2 separate regions of the Mus musculus genome follow, and region 1 is linked to region 2. Evidence: chromatin contacts called from public promoter capture Hi-C data. All regions are on one chromosome and are shown on one strand. The core of a region is the stretch at or near the end of the contact, and the rest is flanking DNA. Distances in the headings are between cores, read along the strand shown.

Evidence for each region. Capture Hi-C pulls out chosen DNA fragments and counts their contacts.
Region 1: a promoter capture Hi-C map of liver shows a contact between it and region 2. The contact joins two enhancer-like sites. A contact is called at or near these places in 2 of 39 promoter capture datasets (the HPC-7 cell line and liver), 1 of 484 Hi-C or Micro-C datasets (liver) and 3 of 9 other capture datasets (adipose tissue, liver and pancreatic islet).

Annotation. Positions count from the first base shown.
Region 1 is chr10:111,125,084-111,132,698 of GRCm38.p6, reverse strand. It overlaps the pseudogene Rpl6l. Among named protein-coding and RNA genes, the nearest start is that of Osbpl8, 36 kb to the left of the region's middle. Within about 2 kb of position 1,563, at least 20 of the 459 cell types and tissues checked have an H3K27ac peak or open chromatin away from gene starts, as enhancers often do. A contact at or near this core is called in liver, where this site is marked.
Region 2 is chr10:110,947,321-110,954,392 of GRCm38.p6, reverse strand. It overlaps Zdhhc17 (zinc finger, DHHC domain containing 17), which reads left to right. Exons shown (of 17, transcript NM_172554.2): 11 at 3,708-3,832; 12 at 4,710-4,772; 13 at 6,109-6,202; 14 at 7,011-7,072. Among named protein-coding and RNA genes, the nearest start is that of Csrp2, 31 kb to the right of the region's middle. Within about 2 kb of position 1,367, at least 116 of the 459 cell types and tissues checked have an H3K27ac peak or open chromatin away from gene starts, as enhancers often do. A contact at or near this core is called in liver, where this site is marked.

The sequences.
Region 1 (7,615 bases), core at 314-2,813, 180 kb before region 2:
TGCACGTGACTAGCCCATCAGAGAACAGAAGCTTGCAAGTTCCCATCTGCCCCGTCCCCCGCCAGTGGTCAGTAGGTAGGTAATGGTTGCTAAGATAGAAATATTCTCGTCCATGGTGTCCCCACTGGAAAGGTGCCCACACTCTTGTAAACGCGCCCTCGCTGGTGTGCCTGTGAGCAACCCTTAAAGTAACTCGCTGGGCAAAGGGGGGAAAAGGGCTTGAAGTTGAAAGGGGACAAGCTGAGCAGAGGAAAATCAGTAGGCGCAGTGGGAGGGAGGGAGAGAGAGTGATAGGTTGGATATGATCAAATTGCATTATGGACATGAACAAAAATATCAAAATGAAACTCATTGCTATGTGTGGTTAGTATATGTTAATAAGGACACAAAATAGCCTCCTTAAAGAACATTAAGAAATGATTCAGAAACTTCCTTTTTTTCCCCCAAGACTTATTTTTACAAGCCGTTGTGAGTCCCCTGTTGTGGGTCCTGGAAACTGACCTTTTAGTCTTCTCTAACATACCAAGTGCTGTTCACTCTGAAGCCGTCTCTAGCCCTGAGCAAATACTAGTGTTATTTTTAGGTAGAGATAAACTGGGTATACCTTAAGTTGGAAGTATATTTAATATGCCTATCCTCTGGTCATTCTTACTTGGCAGTGTATGGAGAGTTTTTGTTATCTTCACCTATAGTTGCTGTGCAACACCAGCCAGTACTGTGCTACATATCACTGGTTCAGCAAAAGACCAAAATTCAAAACTTGAGGGACGGGGTTGGTTTTTTTTTTTTTTTTTTTTTTTTTTTTGGTGCTGTGGATTAAAGCCAGAGCTTCCTACTTGCTAGCACTGTATGGTTCCCTTTCATACCAGTAAGAAGTATGAAGTCAATACTACTTGCAGCAATAGCATCTTCATTTTCTTGTTGTTGTTGTTGTTTCTTCTTCTTCTTCATCATCTTCTTCTTCTTCTTCTTCTTCTTCTTCTTCTTCTTCTTCTTCTTCTTCTTCTTCCTCCCCTCCCTCCTCCCCCCATTCCCCCCCCCTCCATCTTCTTGTTTGCTTATTTTGTTTTTTGAAACAGGGTTTCTCGATATATCCCTGCCTGTCCTGGAACTCATTCTGTAGACCAGGCTAGCTTCGACCTCACAGAGATCTGCCTGCCCCTGCCTCCCAAGTGCTAGGGTTAAAGGTGTGCACCACCACTGCCAGGCTAGCCCCATTTTCTTTAGCCTTAGACTATGTAGTGAAAAAGCAGAACAGTCCTAGAGCACCCTACAGAAACAAGTTGATCTTTACTATTTTTACAATATAGGAATCTGAAGAAAACTAATCAATTATAAATACACACAATATGAAGCCCAACCCCAGCACTCTGGTACTGTCAGGCCTTAGAATGTGATTTTGTAGTCTGTCTTCTTAGAAGAGAGCTTCACTTACTTTCACAAATTAAACTTGTGAAAGTGTGACTGTGGCAGCTCCCCAGGTGCTCAGAGCTCAGCTCTCTCTGTAAGTTCAGGAGGCTCAGCTCCCTGATGGCAGAGCACTTGGCTCCCTCAGTGGGAGGTCACCTGGAGGACTTGGTCACTGCAGGATGGAAGTACCTTGACCTCTTTTTCTGAAAAGGACTAACCTGACTTTAGCATGCTAACTGAGGCCAAACAGAGAAAGGCATAACCCAGATGACACGGGAGAGCGCACTTCTGGGTTTCTGAAGGGCTAAGAAGGGCCAAGCCAGAGGTCACATTTCAATTACGGATGAATGGTCACATGACATACAGATTGTATAGTTGTTATGCTGGTCAAGCAACAAAAATTTTAACTTAACTCTCCTCTCTTTTTGTTACAGAAAGTGTCCTCTTTAGTGGCCTTTGAAGGATGAGTAGCATTTTATAATAATCAGTATAGTGTAATTTGTTTTCTGGCCTGTTTTATGCTCAAATAAGTAGCTAGGTAAAAACAAATGGGCTGTAAAAAAAAAAAAAAAGGAGGAAGAGGAAGAAGAAGAAGGAGAAGGAGAAGAGGAGGAAGAAGAAGAACTAACCAAGTTTCTCACTGCTATATCTGGAAATGGGCTAATAAAGTCTTTCCACTGTATAGTGACTGGGTAGAATAGTAGGACAAGTCCTTGGTAGAAGTGCACTGGAATCCATTTTCTTTCCAACTCCTGACTGATGTCCTGACTGAACCGCATATAACTATGAGGAAAAGAGCTCTGGCAGGCTCCCATTCGGGCTGCCGAGAGCCAGCCAGCCTGCCGAAGCATGAGTATACATGTACACACATGGACCATGTGTATGGATGTGTGCAAACAGACTTCCGTCTCTATGATATGTCTCACATGGGATGATGCTCTGCTCTCAGAATTTTTGTATTTGTGTATAGAAGTGGGTTTAATAACTCACCGTGATTCTGCTTTGTCTTGTAGCCATCGTTTCTTGAGACGCTTGTCTGTGTTTTTTTAATAAAAATAAAATAAAGTAAAAGCAAGATACACATACATGAATAAAACACAGCCCAAGCAGTCTAGCACAGACAGGCCTTTATAATCCGTCTGTTTAAGTGCTCAATTATTTTCACAAATTCAAAGTGTGAATGCGTGAGTAGGTGCTAATTACATTCCAAAGGCAGTCGGCTGTCTCGCACCGTGCAATACCGTCAGGCAATCCCAATTTTATTTTTTTCTTATACCGGATGCTTTTTCCAAGTATTTAGTTGCCCCCTGCTGGCTATATAATTACAGAATTTCTTTTTTAAATTCCCTAATAGAGTGATTATATGTAATTAAGCCAAACTTCTGAAGAGACATACTTGCCTTTTAAAAATTGTTATGTTGAGGGGATGGAAAGATGGTTGTTCTTCCTCAAGACCTGGGTTTGATTCTCAGAACCCACGTGGTAAGTCACAACTATCTCTACCTCCAGATCTCGGGGATCCAATGCCCTCTTTTGGCCTCTATGGGCATTGTTGTTTTTATAAAAATAAAGGAGAGAGAGAATATGTTTGGTGAATGTATAGTTAGGTATGGGGGAAGAGGGTGCCTCCGTGGGCCCATGCTGAGGCATCCCTTCCCCCTGAGGGACCAGCCACAGGACAGTATAGTATGGACTAAAGTTTATTCAGGACATGGGGAGGGAGTTGAGAGGACAGTAGAGGCAGAGAAAGGCAGAGAGAGAGAAGAGAAGTTAGAGGAGTAGAGGCCGGCCATGAGCATATGGAGAGAGGGGAAGGGGAATGGGGAGAGGGGGAAAAGGGTAAGAGGACAGAGAGGGAGCAAGAAGGCGATAGAGAGCAGAGGGGGCAAGCAGCCCCTTTTATAGTGAGTCAGGCACACCTGGCTATTGCCAGGTAACTATGGGGCAGAGCCTAGACAAAATGCTAACAGGTATCAGGCAAGAACATGGTACACAGACATACATGGAGGCCAGAGAGCAGTACATGAAATAAAAATACATATTAACAAAAACAAACCAAACAAATAAAAACTATGTTGGGTACTCCCAATGACAGCACGCATGTTAAAATTAGAACAATAGAAGATTAACTCTGCTCTTGTACAAAGAATGCATGCAAATTTGGGAAATGTTTCTTATTTTTATAATACAAATCACTTTATTGTATGTAATGAGTAAAAATATCCCAGATAAAAAGATCACATAGCTAGATCAAGGCAGCTACTCAACCCAACATTTGCCCAGTTTATCTTAGTGAACTTCTATACAGCTTGGATGGCCATTGGGAAGCAGGGGCCCTTCACTTAGGTTTTACATGTTCCTGATCAGTTTAGTTACATCTTACATACTCACCCACCACAGAAAAAGGAAAGACCAGTGTCAGAGCTGAAACTAGAAACACAGTAGCTTCCTGTCCTCTCATGTGCCTTGTCCTTTCTGCTCACCTAATATCCTCCTTTCTTGGTCTCCTTTCCAAATGTATCCGTGGTTCTCAAGCTGGCAGTCACATGAGTCCTTCCCAGGGGTCACCTAAGACCATCAGAAAACACAGATCTTTATGACTCATAACAGTAGCAAAAGTACAGTTATGAAGTAGCAATGAAATATGGTTGGGGCTCACCACGTGAGGAACTGTATCAAAGGGTCACAGCATCAGGAAGGTTGAGAACCACTGTACTGTATCCAAACTGACAGCCAACACACACACACACACACACACACACACACACACACACACGAACCAGATTTTCATTATCCATTCATCAGTTGATGGGCATCTAGATACATGTAGCTTGCTTCCATTTTCTTCTGTTATAAGTAGAGCAGCAACAAAGATGGACATACAAGCATGTTTACGGCAAGATACACAATTCTCTGCGACATACACCAGAGTTAGAGCAGCTCTGCCATATGGCAATTATGGTTCTGTGTTGACAAAACCTCCAAACTGATTCCTTTCTCTCTTTCTTTCTTTCTGTCTTTTTTTTTTTTTTTCTGAGACAGGGTTTCTCTGTGTAGTCCTGGATATCCTAGAACTCACTCTGTAGACCAGGCTGGCCCCGAACTCAGAAATCCACCTGCCTCTGCCTCCCAAGTGCTGGGATTAAAGGCGTGCGCCACCACCACCCGGCCAAACTGATTTCTATAGTGGCTGAATAACTTGAGCTCTCACCATCAGTGAATCAGGGTTCCTCTTTCTCTATGTTTAAAATGTGTGTGTTGTTGTTATTGTTATGGTTGTTGCTGCTGTTGCTTTTTCTTAGAGAAAGGGCCCCGTGTTCATCACATTGACCCCCCTCCCAACTGACTATGTAGCAGAGAGAAGATGGCATTGAACTTCTGACCTTCCTTCCAGCCCTAATCCAGCCTGGACTACAGAGTAATTGAATACAAACATTCATTTACATGCTTTCAACACACACACACACATATATTATATGTAATATATGTGTTCATAGCAGCAGTCAGGCTTTCCTCGCTTGATCCCGGCCCCCACCACGGCCATAGTGTAAAGCTGTGGTTAACAGCTTGGGCTTCTGAGTCATTGGTCATAAGCCTGAATCTTAGCTCTGTCATTTACTAGCTGCGTGACTTGGGGCAAGTTACTCAGCATCCTAACTGGGCTGATAGTTGCTGCCCTGGCCTTCGGGAAACTAATAATAGTATCTGATCTCATGAGGGTGTTGTGAAATGATGTGCCAACGCTTAGTTGAGACTGGACCCATCCAGTGGTCACCACCTGTCTTTAGCCATTTTGGAGAGCACCGCGTCAATTCTAAGGGAAGAAAACGAGAGGTCGTGAAGCCAGTGCTGAGCTCAAGGGAGCATTTATGTAACATTAGTACCACCCATCTGTCTGACATGGTGTCCAGCCGACTCTGACGTAGGTCCTTGTCTTAGGAACCTCACAGGATTCCTTTCTCATAACCTTTTCCCCAAGTGTTGAGGTCTCTCTTCCTTTGTAATCCCAACCTCTAAATGTAGTGCCTTAGCATCAATGCATTTTACCCTTGTGGTCTGATAAATAACTCGGCCAGAGAAAGCCACAGTTGTTAAAACACTTGAGGGGGGAAGTGTCTTGGAAACACAGATGTCTTAATTAAGGCGTCTGTTGCTGCTATGACCAAAAGCAACTTAGGGAGGAGAGGGTTTATTTTGCTCACAGTTCCGTATAACAATGCATCATGCAAAGCAGTGAGGGAGGTCATTCGGGGCAGGAACCTGGAGGCAGGAGCTGACCCAGAGGCCATGAGAGGTGCTGCTTATCGGCTCACTCTCCATGGCTTGCTCAGCCTGCTTTCTTACAGAACCCAGGACCACCAGCCCAGGGACAGCACCACCCACAGTGGGCTGGGCCCTGTTCCATCAATCACTAGTTAAGAAAATGCTCTACCGGTGTGTGACCATCCTCATCTTCTGAAGGCATCTTCCCAATTGAGGTCCCTCCCCTCAGATGACTGTAGCTTGTGTCAAGTTGACATAAAACCAGCCAGCACAGCAGATAACTGAGGAAAACTTTTAATGGTAGGATACATCCCGTTTGTCAGGGAAAACTGAGAGCGCAGGTAGCCCTGGAGCTGAGGAACAGCTTTAATCTTTGGCAAAATCTGCAAATCCACAGCTTTCTGGTCAGCCTTTCGCTGCTCTGTAATCTCGTATTTCTCCTTCTCTGTGTCGAAGATCTCGCCCTCCTGATGCCTGGGCTTGCGCAGCTGCTTCTTCTTGAAGTAAGCGTCAGTCAGGTGTTTGGGGATTTTAACATCGCTGATATCAACTTTTGTAGAGGTGGCAATGACAAACTTCTGGTGTGTTCTGCGCAGAGGAACTCTGTTGATGACAAGAGGCCCAGTCACAAGCAGCAAGCCACTGTCCAGCTGCTTCACGAAAACCACTCTCTTGCCCCTGTGGCGTCCAGCGAGGATGATCAGGAGAGTCCGGGGAGTGATGCTGGAGCGTAGCCTTCTCACGTGCTGGCTGAAGGGCTTCTTGCCATGGCTCAGCAGCTTCCGAGGAACATCTTCGGTGGGATAATACCTAGGCATTTTTCGAAGCTTCACCACCCGGGTGCCACCGTTCTTGTCCCCACCAACTGTTTTGGTGACAGTAGCAAGGACCTTCTCTTTTTTCTTCTTCTTCTCAACCTTGGTCTTGGCAGCCGAGTATTTCCTTTTGTACAGGGCCTTCCTGGAGTACATAGCAGAACGGGAGTACCTGCCAATTCCTCTCACCAGGACAGGGTTTCGGCTGCAATGGGGCTTCGCCTTCTTGGGCTTTTTACCCTTAGGGTGAACCTTTTTGGCTACTTTGGCGGCCCAGGGCCGGGAGGCAGCAGCATCACTGCCAGCCTTCTTGGTCGCAGGTTTCTTCTCCTTTGTATCAGGCGCTTTTTCACCCGCCATCTTTTTGGGGGTGGAGTTTGAGGTAGGGTTTCTCTCTGTGCAGCCCTGGTTGTCCTGGAACTCCGTCTGCTCAATGGTAGTATTCTTTTTCGTTATTGTTGTTACTTATTTGAGACACAGTCTTGTATAGCTCACGCTGGCCCTGAACTCATGTAGTTTAAGAATGTACCCCTGCTTCCACTCCCCATGTGCTAGGGTTATAAGCGTTTGTGGTTTGTGATAAACACTCTTTAATAGTTTTCTATATTCAGTACTATTACTACCCATTTTCTGAACCACCAAGAGCTGCCTAACCGGTGCCAAACTTGGTAAAGTTCTCTCCCTCCAGTGTAAATGATTTGAGTTCTGCCTGCCAAACTAGCTCAATCAAGTATTTAGCGATATGAGCTGAATAGAACAGAGGATTAAATGCTTTCTGTGCGTGCATGTATGGGAACCTCAGTTCTGATTCTCAGAATCCAAGTTAAAGGACAGGAATTGTGGGGTGTGTCTGTGTGTGTGTGTGTGTGTGTGTGTGTGTGTAATCCCAATGTCGAGAGACAAAGACAGGAGGATCCCAAAGCCTGCTGACCAGTTTAGCCAATCAGTGGGTCCCAAGTTCAGTGACTTAACCCTGTCTAAGTAAGATGAAGAGTAGTAGAGGAAGACTCCTGATGTCAACTTTTAGCCTCCACAGTTGTGCACACAGGTGTGTATACCTGCACACATACATACATACAAACATATGTATACAACATATACATACACACAGACATATGCACAGAGAG
Region 2 (7,072 bases), core at 118-2,617:
TCAAAAGGTGGCCTAGTCGGCCATCACTGCAAAGAGAGGCCCATTGGACTTGCAAACTTTATATGCCCCAGTACAGGGGAACGCCAGGGCCAAAAAGGGGGAGTGGGTGGGTAGGGGATTGGGGGGGTGGGTATGGGGGACCTTTGGGATAGCATTGAAAATGTAAACAAGGAAAATACCTAATAAAAAAAAAGTGAAAAAAAAATCACCCATATCTTGTAAGCTAGTGTTAGCTCATTTTGTTGATGGGAAAATTTAGGCCTTAGGAGCCCAAGGCTATATAATATAGCTGGTCTTTGGTAAAGGTAGGATTGAAAGCTGTCCAAACCCATAGAGTCATTTGCAGTGGGGTCTTGCTATATAGTATAAACTCACCTGGAGTTCACAGCAATCCTCCTGCTTCAGCTTCCCAAGTGTTAGGGACTTTATTAGTCTTATTTATTTATTTATTTATTTATTTATTTATTTATTACTTAATAAGTCTTTGCTCAATATCTTTTGCTTCATAAAGAAAGTACAATTAATATATCAAGCACACACTTCATACATTACCAAATAAATTACCAACATAAAATCCTATTTTTCATTTTTTGATTTTTGAAACAGGGTCTCTCTAAATAACCTTGGCTGTCCTGGAACTCACAGTGTGGACCAGGCTGGCCTCAAACCCATAGAGATTCACCTGCCTCTGCCTCCCAGATGCTGGGCTTAAAAGCATGTGCCACCACACCCAGCATAAAATACTTTTTAAAAACAGTATAGTTTGGCACTGTAATTACACACAAGCCTATTTACCACACCATCTGGCTTGTTTGGTTTTGAGAAGGTTTTATCTTGTAGTCAGACCTGTTTTGGGATTCTGTCATCAAGGGAGTCCTGCCTCAGCTTCCAAGTGCCTTGGGCTGAAGGCCTGTACTGCTGGGTTCTTTTTTTTTTTAACTTCTTAATTCATTCTCTGATTCCTTTACTCTTCGTAATAGCAACAAGTTAGAAAGTAGTACTCTGCTTTTTCAGCACATTCTGGGCATAAGACCAAGTGCTCTGGTTCCCGAGGTCACGCTGTCATTACAGAAAGGCAGCTGGGGAGAGCTGGCTGGGCTTTCCAGTGTGTTCTTGGATGAGGTCAGCCTTCTGTTGCCAGTCTACAGGCCTTGCTGTGTGTACTTTGGTTTGGGTTTCTGTTGAATCCATTGAACCTTAGCATCAGTGTGTAATGACTAAACGTCAAAAGCAGTAATACTTTTTTTTTACATCAGCATTTATTTTCCTTTATAAAAAAGATCATTTTCTTCTGACCTTTGTAAGGTTGACCTTTAGAAATAAATCTTGTAACCCTGCGGACGTAAGTGCACGCCCAAGGGAAAGATGCCAGCTTTTGGGAGCGGTTCACCTCTAGCCCAGACTCAACAGTGCTTGGCTAGGAGTGAGCGCTCTGGCTCTACTGAAGCTCAGAAATGCATTCAAGAGAAAACGAACAAATAAAAACTACCTTTATTTAAGAAAGAAGGCATTAAGATTGGAAGTTTTCTGGAAGTGGTGGCACACAGTTACTGTCACAGCACTTGGTAGGCTGAGGTAGGGTTGAGAGTTCAAGCCCAGCCTAGGGCATTAGCCTTTTCAGTCTCTGTTTAAGTTTTCTTAGTTTATTGGTAGGTATTGGTTTCTTGGTCTCAGTTTGCTTGCTTATTTCTAGAAGCACCTATTTATCTGTCTTATTGCCTTAGCCTTAAATTGTTATTTGGTAGGATTTATATTTCACTTTTTATTATTACTATTGTGTGTATGATGTGGCAAGTTCCTGCCATGGTGTCTGGTCTGTCGGCTCAGAGGAGCACATTGGGAGTTGGCTTTCTTCTTCCGTGCAGGTTATGTGTGTTGGACTCGGGTGTTTATGTGTGCACGGCACGTGTTTTTACCTTTACCCACTGAGCCATCTCACTAGCCCTCCTATTTAAATCAATTCTGGAACGTTTTCAGTTCGTTCGTTAGGTTTGGTTGTCTTCCAGACTGGATTCTTTGCCTTGTGGCTGCTGTAACTTTTCTCCTTTGATTTTTCTTGAGAGTGTGCTGGTGCAGTTGTTAGGCCATTTCTGTCCATCTTTCATCTCTTCTGTGATTAACCAAAGCGAAGTTACTCAGACTTTGATGTTTTCTCTGATAGATAGGCTTTAGAATAATTGTTGTGTTTTCCTGTCTGCTTTGGTGTCTGGATAATACCACTTTACCATCTGATCTGGCTGTTTACATCTACTAGTGTGTGTGTGTGTGTGTGTGTGCGCGTGTGTGTGTGTATGTGTGCATGGGTGTGTGTGTGTGTGTGTGTGTGTGTGTGTGTGTGTGTTTTGAAGCTCACAGTTAAAAGAGTAAGATAATGCTTTTTGCCAGAAGACTTGGCAGTGTTTTTTTTGATCAGTGCTGGTGCAGAGGTCGATGTGTCACTACGGAGCTGTGTGCTGGGATTGCTTAGCAGGTGCTGATAATGAGTCCCCTTTCTGCTTCTCTTGTATTTGATGTGGTTGTTCAGTGTTCAGATTTTAATCAAACACATGTAGATTATCTCATTCAAGTTGTCTTTGTAACTGTCCTTCATGTAAAATATAAGCAGGTACATGTTCATGACATCTTTCAGCATTCTTTTTTTTTTTTTTCTTTTTTCTTTTTTCTTTTTTCAGAGACAGGGTTTCTCTGTATAGCCCTGGCTGTCCTGGAACTCACTTTGTAGACCAGGCTGGCCTCGAACTCAGAAATCCGCCTGCCTTTGCTTCCTGAGTGCTGGGATTAGAGGCATGCGCCACCACCACCCGGCTTCTTTCAGCATTCTTGTATGTTAGTTATCTCAGCATCACATCTTAAAAATGCTATTGAGTCAACCAGATATTTTCTATTCAGGGCTGTGTTGCTTTAGCAATATTTTTTATAGTTTCTCATTCTTTTATATTTGTAAATGGCCTGGTGCATTTGTTGTAACCCTTGCTATTTTAGGAAAGTTTAAAAATGTTTCCTAAAGCTAAAATGCTTACCTGCTTCCTTGCCTGGCCTCAGCTTGATAGCCTCACCCCTGCATTGTTCAGGGCCCCCTGCTGGGGCGGCACTTCTCAGACTGAGCTAGGTCTGACCATATCCCTGTTGAGCCCTCCCTGGTGAGTCTAGGTTATGTCAAGTGGACAGCTAAAGCTAATCATGGCAGGTATCTCAAGAGTTTTATATCTGTACATATTTATATAGTATATAAAATTTTTAGTGCAAGAAAAAAAGTATGTGTTTAACTTTAAATGTGAAAATAACTTCATTTTGTTAAAAGCAATATTGATCACCTAATCTACCGAGTTTTCTGGTGTTTTTGAGACAGGGTTTCTCTGTATACCCCTGGCTGTCCTGGAACTCACTTTGTAGACCAGGCTGGCCTTGAACTCAGAAATCCGCCTGCCTCTGCCTCCCAAGTGCTGGGATTAAAGGCATGCGCCACCACGCCCGGCTCTGAGTTTTTTAATGTTTGCTGACTTTCAAAGTATTATGTAAGGTGAATTAATAGAAAGTCACATTTTTCCTTTCATACTTAGAAATGGTTATTATGGGAAAGTATAATCGGACTTAGAAAACATACCCTTTTGGCCGATAGATGTTCTTGTGTGGTAAGAGCATGTGCACTATAGCCCCCTGGAAGAGCTTGCCTATTACTGCTGTCTCGGATTCCTTAACTTGGACACATCTCAACTTCCTGTTCATCCACCTCCCCTTCCTTGCCAACAGCGTTGCTCTTTTCTACAATTTTGGAAAGTCTTGGAAATCAGATCCAGGGATTATTAAAGCTACAGAAGAACAAAAGAAAAAGGTGGTGATATACCCAGCTAACTAACTAACCGCCAGTTTCTCGGTAGTTGCAGCAGAGTCAGGGAAGGGCAGGAACTCTTAGAATTGGTGACAGCCCAAGCAGAATTGTGCGGGCCCATATTTTAAGTGGTGTCCGTCCTGGTGCCCTTGTGATGGCACACAGTCACACGCTGTGTGACTGACATCTCTCTCCTTTACAAAGATGCTCTGCTGCTTTTCAGAGGTGAATGTTATATCGGAAACATCTCTCTAGCACTCACCCCAAGGACATGGTTGTTAAATTACCCACTAAACTTGAAACCCAGTCAATTGAGAGTACAGATACCCCACTCCAGTAGCCAAAATACAGTATATGACTGGTGTAGGCATTGTTTTCCTTTGACACGAACTTGAGGCTAAATGTATGTGAAGTTTTTTGTCAGTAGGTAACTGGGCTGGGCATTGCAGATTTGTTAAGTAAGAGCTGTTTTAGCTGAATGCCATATATAATCTTGGCCCTCAGGAGGCAGTAGCAGGAGGACCAGGAAGTGGACCTGTCTGGGCTATGGGAGACCCAATCGCAAGAAACAATAAGAAAACAAAGCCAGAAAGCTCTTTTAAAAAGGAAACAAATCTTAATGAATCATTTCTGTCCACAGTGAACTGACATTAGCAAGTTCTGTGGCCTGCTCCCCGCTGAGGTGGGCTGCATACAAGTTGCTGTGCTGACGGTCCTCAGTTCCTATACGGTAGTGACACAGCACAGGCGAGTCACTCGTAGGTCTTATGTGAGCTTGAAAAGGTTGAGAAGAATGGCATGTTCCTAGTAATAACAAAGGAATTGGTGAGCATTATTCAGTTTTGAGTAAAAAGGTGGCTTTTGGTTTTTAAATCCACAGACGATAGTTGAACTTGCAGAGACTGGAAGTCTGGACCTCAGTATATTCTGCAGTACCTGCTTGGTAATATTCATTATCTTCTCTTATTTCTCTCCTCTTCCTGCTGACGCCATCATAGGACAGAGGGAGTATTGGGTAGAGCACTCCTCACATCCTGTAGTCTGTGGTAGATGAGACAGTGAGGGATGTTTGCATCTGGGCTGTGCCTGTTCCCAGTAGCAGACGCCGACAGCACATCAGAGTCCCACTCACACCGTTCTCATCCTCCTTACCCTTTCAAAATGTGACTCAGTGAAAACTGACAACTACTTAGCAGCAAACGGTTTGGCTATGGTTTAAATTTTTTCTTGAGTTTAAAAGTTCCATAGATTATTCTTCAGACAGATAGTTTTAAATACACTTTGCGTATTTGTCTGGAAGTGTCGGTGCAACTTGGAGTACTATGTCATCACTAAACTGAAAATTGGTTCTTTTCAATCAATGTAAAAATTCTCCAAATCATACATCAAATTAAAGGCATTTAAATTATATACTGCAGGTAAACTAATGTCTTGTTATTAGTACATAATAGTAAATAAATAAAATAATTCACATAACTTAGGATTGTGGGAAGGTTTAGACAGACAGCTCTGTTTTCCATTTATGATTGGAATATGTTTGTGCCTGTCCTTTTCATTTTCTGTCAGAAAAGGGAATTCCCCCTGACAGAAGACAGCTCCCCCTCCATGCTCTTTGTTAAACTCAGTTTTGTTGCTGTTGTTGTCATTTATTTATTTTTTTTGGCAAGTTGCTCAGATTCTTTTGAAGTGGAATTACCTAAAGGAAAATATAACCGAGTGCTACAAGTGGCGGCGGGTTTTGATGCCTCCTGTGCCTCCTTAATAGATATAGTCACATCTGTGAGAAAGAAGAACTCATCCTTCTCTTTAGTCCAGACCATTCTTGTTGGTTTAAGAGCTACAGTCCACTTTGTCCCTCAGAATATATATAACCCGTGAATTAAGTATGTAATAATCAGTTATTGTAACAGATTTATCTTTAATTCTTATTTTTGGAGAGTTTGTACAGTAGTAGGCCACTTCCTGTGCACCTACTATTCAGTCCAGAGAACTGGTGTTCAGAGTTCAGTTGTTACTCCATAGCATTGGCCATCCTTTTCTTCTTATTAACAAATTGTTTTAAGATTTCATATTATGGAGTACTTTACCTTTTGTTGCTATAGTTTTTGCTTTGAACAAATGAACAGTAATTTTGTTTGGTTTCCTTGGTTTGGAAATGTTGAGATAGCTTTCAAAAAATATAGTACTGTCTTTTTCCAATTGTATTTTGACAATATAAATGTTTAGCTTTGATTTTCTTATATACAGTGTTTTTATAATACTTCACTGTCTTTTACTAGATTCGGAAGCCAGTGAGGTCCAAACACTGTGGTGTGTGCAACCGCTGTATAGCGAAATTTGATCACCATTGCCCATGGGTGGGTAACTGTGTAGGTAAGTTACGTTAGCAACCTCTAAGTGTGTGATGGTTTAAATTCCTTCAGGTAACTGATGAAGAACAGTAACTAAATAGATAGTTCATTCTTACACCCCACATGCTTCCTAAATTAACTTCTTGTTGTCTGTATAGCAGCTCACTGAGTGCATGTCCATGTATGGGTGTGTGTGAAAATCAGTCTGAAGAGTCTAATTGTTTGACTGTGCATTCTTTCTGATGTCTGCTTTGTCCTTCTTTCTCCATCAAGTAAGAACGAATCCATCTGACGAGGCAAATACTGTTTATGTAAGCATGGAGCTGGAGAGAGTACAGCAGTAGTTGGTAATACTTGTAAACATGTCTCAGAGGCAGGGAGAGTAGCTGGGTCACACTCCCCATGCCACTGTGCATCCAGCCATATGAAAGCAGCTTCAGATGGACACGGTGATAGACAGAGAAGTGCTTACAAAGACTGCATGGCAGCGGGACAGGAGCCCTTGGAAATATCCACTGCAAGGCTATAAAAGGGAGATGGAAAGGCTTAATGGGACCCTCAGACCTAAAGAGCAGGGTTGAAAGCCACAGTTATGGTTTGTGTTCTTTTGGGGGACTCCCTTGCCTACAGATGAATGTTGTTGCTCTCCTCACAAGTGTATTCTTATTTTAAAACTATTTTACAACAATTTCCGTGAACCGTTTTACAAAATACATCACCTGTGTGATTACTGTCCAAGTCCCAGCACACGTGTGCCTCGTGAGTTCCTGGTGGGGTGTGAGCAGTTGCTTTTCTCTCAGCTGAAAGCCCTTGCTTCTGTGTTGTTTTAGGTGCAGGCAACCATAGGTACTTTATGGGGTACCTGTTCTTCTTGCTTTTCATGATCTGCTGG